Linked DNA regions of Gossypium hirsutum: region 2 is linked to region 1. The links are chromatin contacts, called in public Hi-C maps. All regions are on one chromosome and are shown on one strand. The core of a region is the stretch at or near the end of the contact, and the rest is flanking DNA. Distances in the headings are between cores, read along the strand shown.

What was found. A called contact is a pair of places that touch in the nucleus more often than the background predicts.
Region 2: a contact with region 1 is called in a Hi-C map of leaf, with 2.0 times the contacts expected there. The contact joins the promoter of LOC107924614 here to the enhancer-like site in region 1. A contact is called at or near these places in 2 of 34 Hi-C or Micro-C datasets (hypocotyl and leaf).

What each region holds. Positions count from the first base shown.
Region 1 is chrA02:102,208,486-102,211,400 of Gossypium_hirsutum_v2.1, forward strand. No RefSeq gene overlaps it. Among protein-coding and RNA genes, the nearest start is that of LOC107924704, 3.0 kb to the right of the region's middle. Within about 2 kb of position 1,381, at least 8 of the 9 cell types and tissues checked have an H3K27ac peak or open chromatin away from gene starts, as enhancers often do. A contact at or near this core is called in hypocotyl and leaf, where this site is marked.
Region 2 is chrA02:102,399,473-102,402,213 of Gossypium_hirsutum_v2.1, forward strand. LOC107924614 (syntaxin-21) reads left to right here and starts at 1,317. Exons shown (of 7, transcript XM_016855146.2): 1 at 1,317-1,786; 2 at 2,529-2,616. The coding sequence starts at 1,569.

The DNA of each region.
Region 1 (2,915 bases), core at 131-2,630:
TATAATATGACACATCACAAATTGAAAGTTTTAATCTATAATGATAACTAAAGGACTTAATTGTAAAAATTCTAAAATTTATAACAGAAATAGTCAAAGAAAACAACGATAGTTGATTAACTTCTGTGTTGATAATTAATTCTCGGGTTAGGGGATTGGAAGGAATAATTTTCTAACCGGATTAATTAATACCTTCTGGTCAATAATTTACCTAGCTAATTTACAATTTAGTCCGATTAGTCTCTTGATCTAGCTAAAACTAAATGGGTCCAATTGATTTCTTACAAGATAAAGTCTCATTTCGGCCTCATTTATCTATTACACCTAGAGTTGTCAATTCCAAGTCTCTATGTCTATTAAATTTTGGTCGAATTATTCAATTTAGTCTTTAATCCTTAAAATAATTGTTCAACAATTCAATTAATCAACTACCAAAAAAAAAATAGTTCATTCTCATCTTGAACAAACAAAGCCCAATAATTTTCATGTTCATTTAAAAAATAAACAGTACAAAAATTAAAGAGTTCAGAAATTGCTCAGATATTTTGTTGAAGTCATTGATTTCAATTGTTGCAATAGAGCGTAACATAAGATCCCTTGGTTTTGAGTATTCAATTGCAACTTTGGAAGCAAAAATTAAAGAAAAATTGATTAAAGTTTATAGTAAACACTCAAAGCTACAAGAAGGTCTTTGTAGTTTTGAGTCGGGAAAGAAAGTGCAGAAAGAGAAAATGAAATGTTGCAACAGCCACTAACTAAAATTAACCTAAATCCCAAGCTCCCTAAAATATGTTTTAAAGTGTTATTTATAGTGCTATAATGTTTGACCTAGAATGAACAAAATTGCCCCCTTCTTAACAATTAAAATGACCTGTTTTTGGTTATGTCAACCAAAAAGTATGAGAGGTAAGGGCTTTCGGGACCTACTATTCAACATCGCTCTTCTCGGTCGGCAGGTGTGGCGACTTATTCATTTCAAAGACACTTTCTTAGTTCCAAGTACTTTCTTGATGGAAATAGTTTCTGGGCTAAGAGGCCCTCGTTTATGGTCTAGTATAGCTCAAGCAGCTAAGGCACTTGAGAATGGTTTTGTCTGGCTCGTTGGTGATGGCAAAAGAATTGATATTCGGCATGATAAGTGGGGCTTCCAGGGTCTTAGCGGGGATTCCATTAACCATGCGTTGCTGACCGAAAGTGAAAAGGTGATTAAAGACATATGGCATCAAGATAATATGGAGTGAAACCAGGAGAAGGTGTGTGAGCTGTTTGGTAAGAAGGTGGGGGATCAAATTTGTGATTTACCCATCTCTAAAGGAGCCTTCGAAGATAGATTGACTTGGATTCATAATCTGTATGGCTGTTACACTTCAAAGATGGCGTATTCTTGGCTCATCCTTAAGAGAGTGGGCTTTGGCCCTCATAGAGCCTTCTTGCGTGTTATTTGGAAATTGAAGATGCTGCCAAAAATCAAGGTGTTCAATTGGAGGGTTGGCCATGAGATCCTCCCTACCTATAATAAAATTGAGCTCATTCGGCAGGACTTTGTGAGGAAAGGTCCGCGTTGTAATGCTGATGAGGAGACCCTCATTCATGCGTTGAAGGACTGTCCATCAACTCGGGAAATTTTGACTCATGGAAGGCTTGACAATCGGTTAATTAATGGTAACTACATGAGGTGCATTGACTGACTGGAAGACACTTTTCGGGTTATGGATTTGAAGGCTGCTGCCGACTTCCTTACTTTGTTATGGAACTGCTGGCACAGCAGGAACAACCGAATTTTTAAGGACAACAAGGACGATGCTCGTGGGGTTTAGGAAAGGGCGATGATCCTTAGTGATGGCTTTAGAGTTCATAATCTAGTTAATTCTTTTGTTATTTCGGCGACCGCTATTTGTAAAGCTTGGACAAAACCGCCGAATGGTGTTATTAAAATTAACTTTGAAGCGACGATCTCAAATGGAAAGATGGGTTATGGAGTCATTGCTAGAGACAAAGACGGGTTTGTGGTTAGTGGAAGTGGGGGGATTAAAGACTGCTCGTCGATCGCTGAATGGGCAGAAATGGTGGCTTTTGAAGAAAGTCTAAAGGTTGCTAAGAGGTTGAAGAAGCAGAAATTATATGGGAATTCGATTATGCTAATTTGGTAAATAAGATTAATAATAGGGAGAATGATGTCACCATAATGGGTAGCCATATTAAAGCTTTGTGTACTCAATTAGATATGTATGATTCAGTCAAAGTCAGTTGGACAAACAGGAGTAGTAACTTAGTGGCTGACTTTATTTTTCACTTTGTTATTAAAAACAATTGTAACTGTTCATGGTTTCGTACGTTTATCATGTTTCTTTGATTCGATTTTGCATGGCATGTCATTAATGGCAAATTTTCCCTTTGACTTTTCTACAATATTATTAAATATGATCACTCTTTTACTATTTTGCATGGAGTGCATTTAGTTTATGTGTTTTCTCGTTCTCTTATTAGGTTTTTTTCTCTTCTTGTTTTTTTTAAAAAAAGTTAGGTAGGGTTTGGTAGTTTTATGCAGGTTTTTTAGTATCATTTCTTGTAATCTTTTCTTGTATTCATCATTTCTTGTTATCTTTTCTTGTGTTCATTTGTCTGGGTTCTGGGTTTTTTTTTAGTTTCTTCTTGTCTTAGTTGAAAAGGAGATTTCACTAGGGTTCGGAGGTTTTCGAGTGAGTTTCTTTGTGACTTGGCTTCTTGGCTGTGTTTTTAGTGTGATTCGCGTTTTCTTCTCTTTCTTGTTTCCTCTTCCCCTACCTAGCCCGTGATCTCCATTCTTGTTATCTTTGAGTTTCTAGTTTCATTTCATTTTTGTTGTTTCTGTAACACCCCTAACCCGTATCCGTCGCCGGAATAGGGTTACGAGGCATTACCTAAAATCACACACA
Region 2 (2,741 bases), core at 67-2,566, 190 kb after region 1:
CACATAAAAAATAAAAAAAAATAAAAATAATTCCATAATAAGTCAAATAAATTTAAAAAATCTTTTTAAACAACCTAAAACACACACTTAATAAATAAATTACATAAAATAATAACAAAAAAATATTCTTTACACATAAATGCTTAATACTTCAATGAAAATATAAAATAAATACAAACATACCTTAATATCTCTTCTTAACCAAATAACACCTTGCAAAGAAATAAAAATAAAAATTATATCTGATTTAAATCTAAATCAATCAACAACAATAATTACTAAAACAAATAATTTAAACTAACATTAATTACTCAAATTTATAAAAAAAATTACCTTTTTTTTTTCCTTCTTTTTCCTTCCCTCTTCTTCTTCTCATTCTCTTTTTCTTTTTCTTTTTTCTTCTCTCAACCGCCGACCTCCTTCTCCTCCTCCCCTTTTTTTTTCTTTCTTCTTCTTCTCTTCTTTCCTTCTTCTCTTCTTTCCTTCTTCTTCTTTGTTCCTGAAAATGAAGCTTGGGGACCATATATTATGGTCCCCCAAACAAAAAAACAAAACCCCTCTGCATGAGGGGTCAAATCGCCTGAAAAGCACCTGGTACCGGTGCCGCCTCTGGCACCAACATGACCCATTTTTAATTTTTTTTCGTTTTCAGTATTTTTTTCTTTTTCAATTTTTTTTACTGTTGGAGGTGTCACGTCAGGGTGGTGCCGCCTGTCAGAGTGGCGTGACCACTCTGACTATACCATTTTCGTATTTAGTTTTTTAAGTATATTATTTTCAAATTTTTTAATTTTTTTTATATTTTTTTAATAAAAAACCTTATGTTGTTGTTCCTTAAATAACAAATAATATATGTTTGAGTAACTATAACTAGAATGAAACCAATGTAAGACTCGATAAAGCTAACATCTATATATGATAGACTTAAACCTAAAGTAAATTTAAGAGAGAATTGAGATTAAAATTTAAATTTGATGAATTTGATGTGATGTGTTAAGTGTCAACGCAACACTAATTTAATCATAAAAATAACTTAAAAAATATTTTTTAATAAATCAATAAATAATATTATAATAATGTTTTTGTCTTTTATTATTTTTATATAATTAAAAAAATTAATATTTTAAAAAATAAATTTTAAATTGATTGAGTCTCAATTCAATTATTATTATTAATATAGAAAGATGTGGATTAAGTGGTAAAGGACATTATATGAACCCTAAAAAATAATGAAAATTTATAAGCAAAAACATTTCACATTTAATTATTGAATAAGTTTTGAATATAAAAAAAATTTGGATGGCCATAATTTATTTGGTATGATGTCCAAATCCATGGAAACTTCCAGAAATTTATTTATTTATTTTATTTTGAAGATTAGAATGTCTTAGTTTGACTTGAACAGCGGCTACACCAAACAAGTTTTTCTTTGTTTTTAATTTATAATAATTTAATTTATAAATTAAAATGATAAAAGACTTCATCAACAACTCGACGCCAAGTTTTCATCCTTCGTTACTCTTCCTTTGCCTTTCTTCAACCCAACCTTAAGGAACAAGAGAAACAAGATGAGTTTCCAGGATCTTGAAGCGGGGTTCGCTACGCCACACCCTAATAATTACTTGAATTCTTCACAGCAAAAGCTGAGGCGAGAAATAGGAGACACTTCGCCTTCGCAGTCGGTGGCGGCCGGGATTTTCAAATTAAGAACTGCTCTTTTGGCCTTTGATCGCCTTGTTAATTCCCTCGCTACCCCTAAAGACACCTTTGAATTACGCGATAAGTTGTATGTTCTCTCTTCCCCCCCCCCCCCAAATAACAGTTTTCTTTATTTTGATTCTTTTTCTTCTTTATCGGGAAATTTTAAATTGATTTACTTTTTTTATGTGTATTCGTTTTGGATATGAAACTTAAATTTGAACATATAAAATTCTGGGCTATAAATGTATTTGAGTTTTGGTTTTAATTGAAGCTTACTTTTCATCGAATCAAAAGACGGTAAATTTGGGCCTTCTTTCAGGATTTTCTGTACTTGGATCATCTACCGAGTAATTTAATTGACAATTTCCCCCCTTTAAGGTCAATTCGAAGATGGGTTTTTCTGATTTATTATTGGGATAATTTAACTTGATTAGCCTTTTTAACTAAATTGACCATATAATTATGGAGCCAAAATGTATTTGGCCCTTGGTTTTGTTTTACGCTTATTCAAGATTTTGGACAATTTTCTTGTGGAGTTTTGAATTTTTGTTATTTTGTGGGATTATTTTTTTAGCCATGTACAACTAACAAATAATTGAGTGAATGAATGACTGATTGCATGATTAATGCTATTTAACCTTTCATGTTCCTGTGATTAGAACTTGGGACTCAATTTAGATATCTTTGACATGAATCTCGGAATAGATTAGATGGAATTTATGGGATGAGAGCGACTTCTCTCTTATTTTGTTGCTCAACATGATATGTAATGCAACCAATGGTTTTGCTTGGCATTGGTCCTTATATCTGGATGTTTGCATTGGCAGGCACAAGACAAGGCTACATATTGGGCAGCTGGTCAAAGAGACTTCAGCTAAACTAAGGGAAGCAAGTGAAGCTGATCAAGATGCAGAAGTTAGTGCATGTTAAATCTGCAATTTTGTTTAATTTGTTCAGCTTTTCTCCAAAAATAGAAAACTACGTAATATTTTTATGATAATAATTATGGTACAAGGATGCAAGTCGGTCCTATTTTGGGT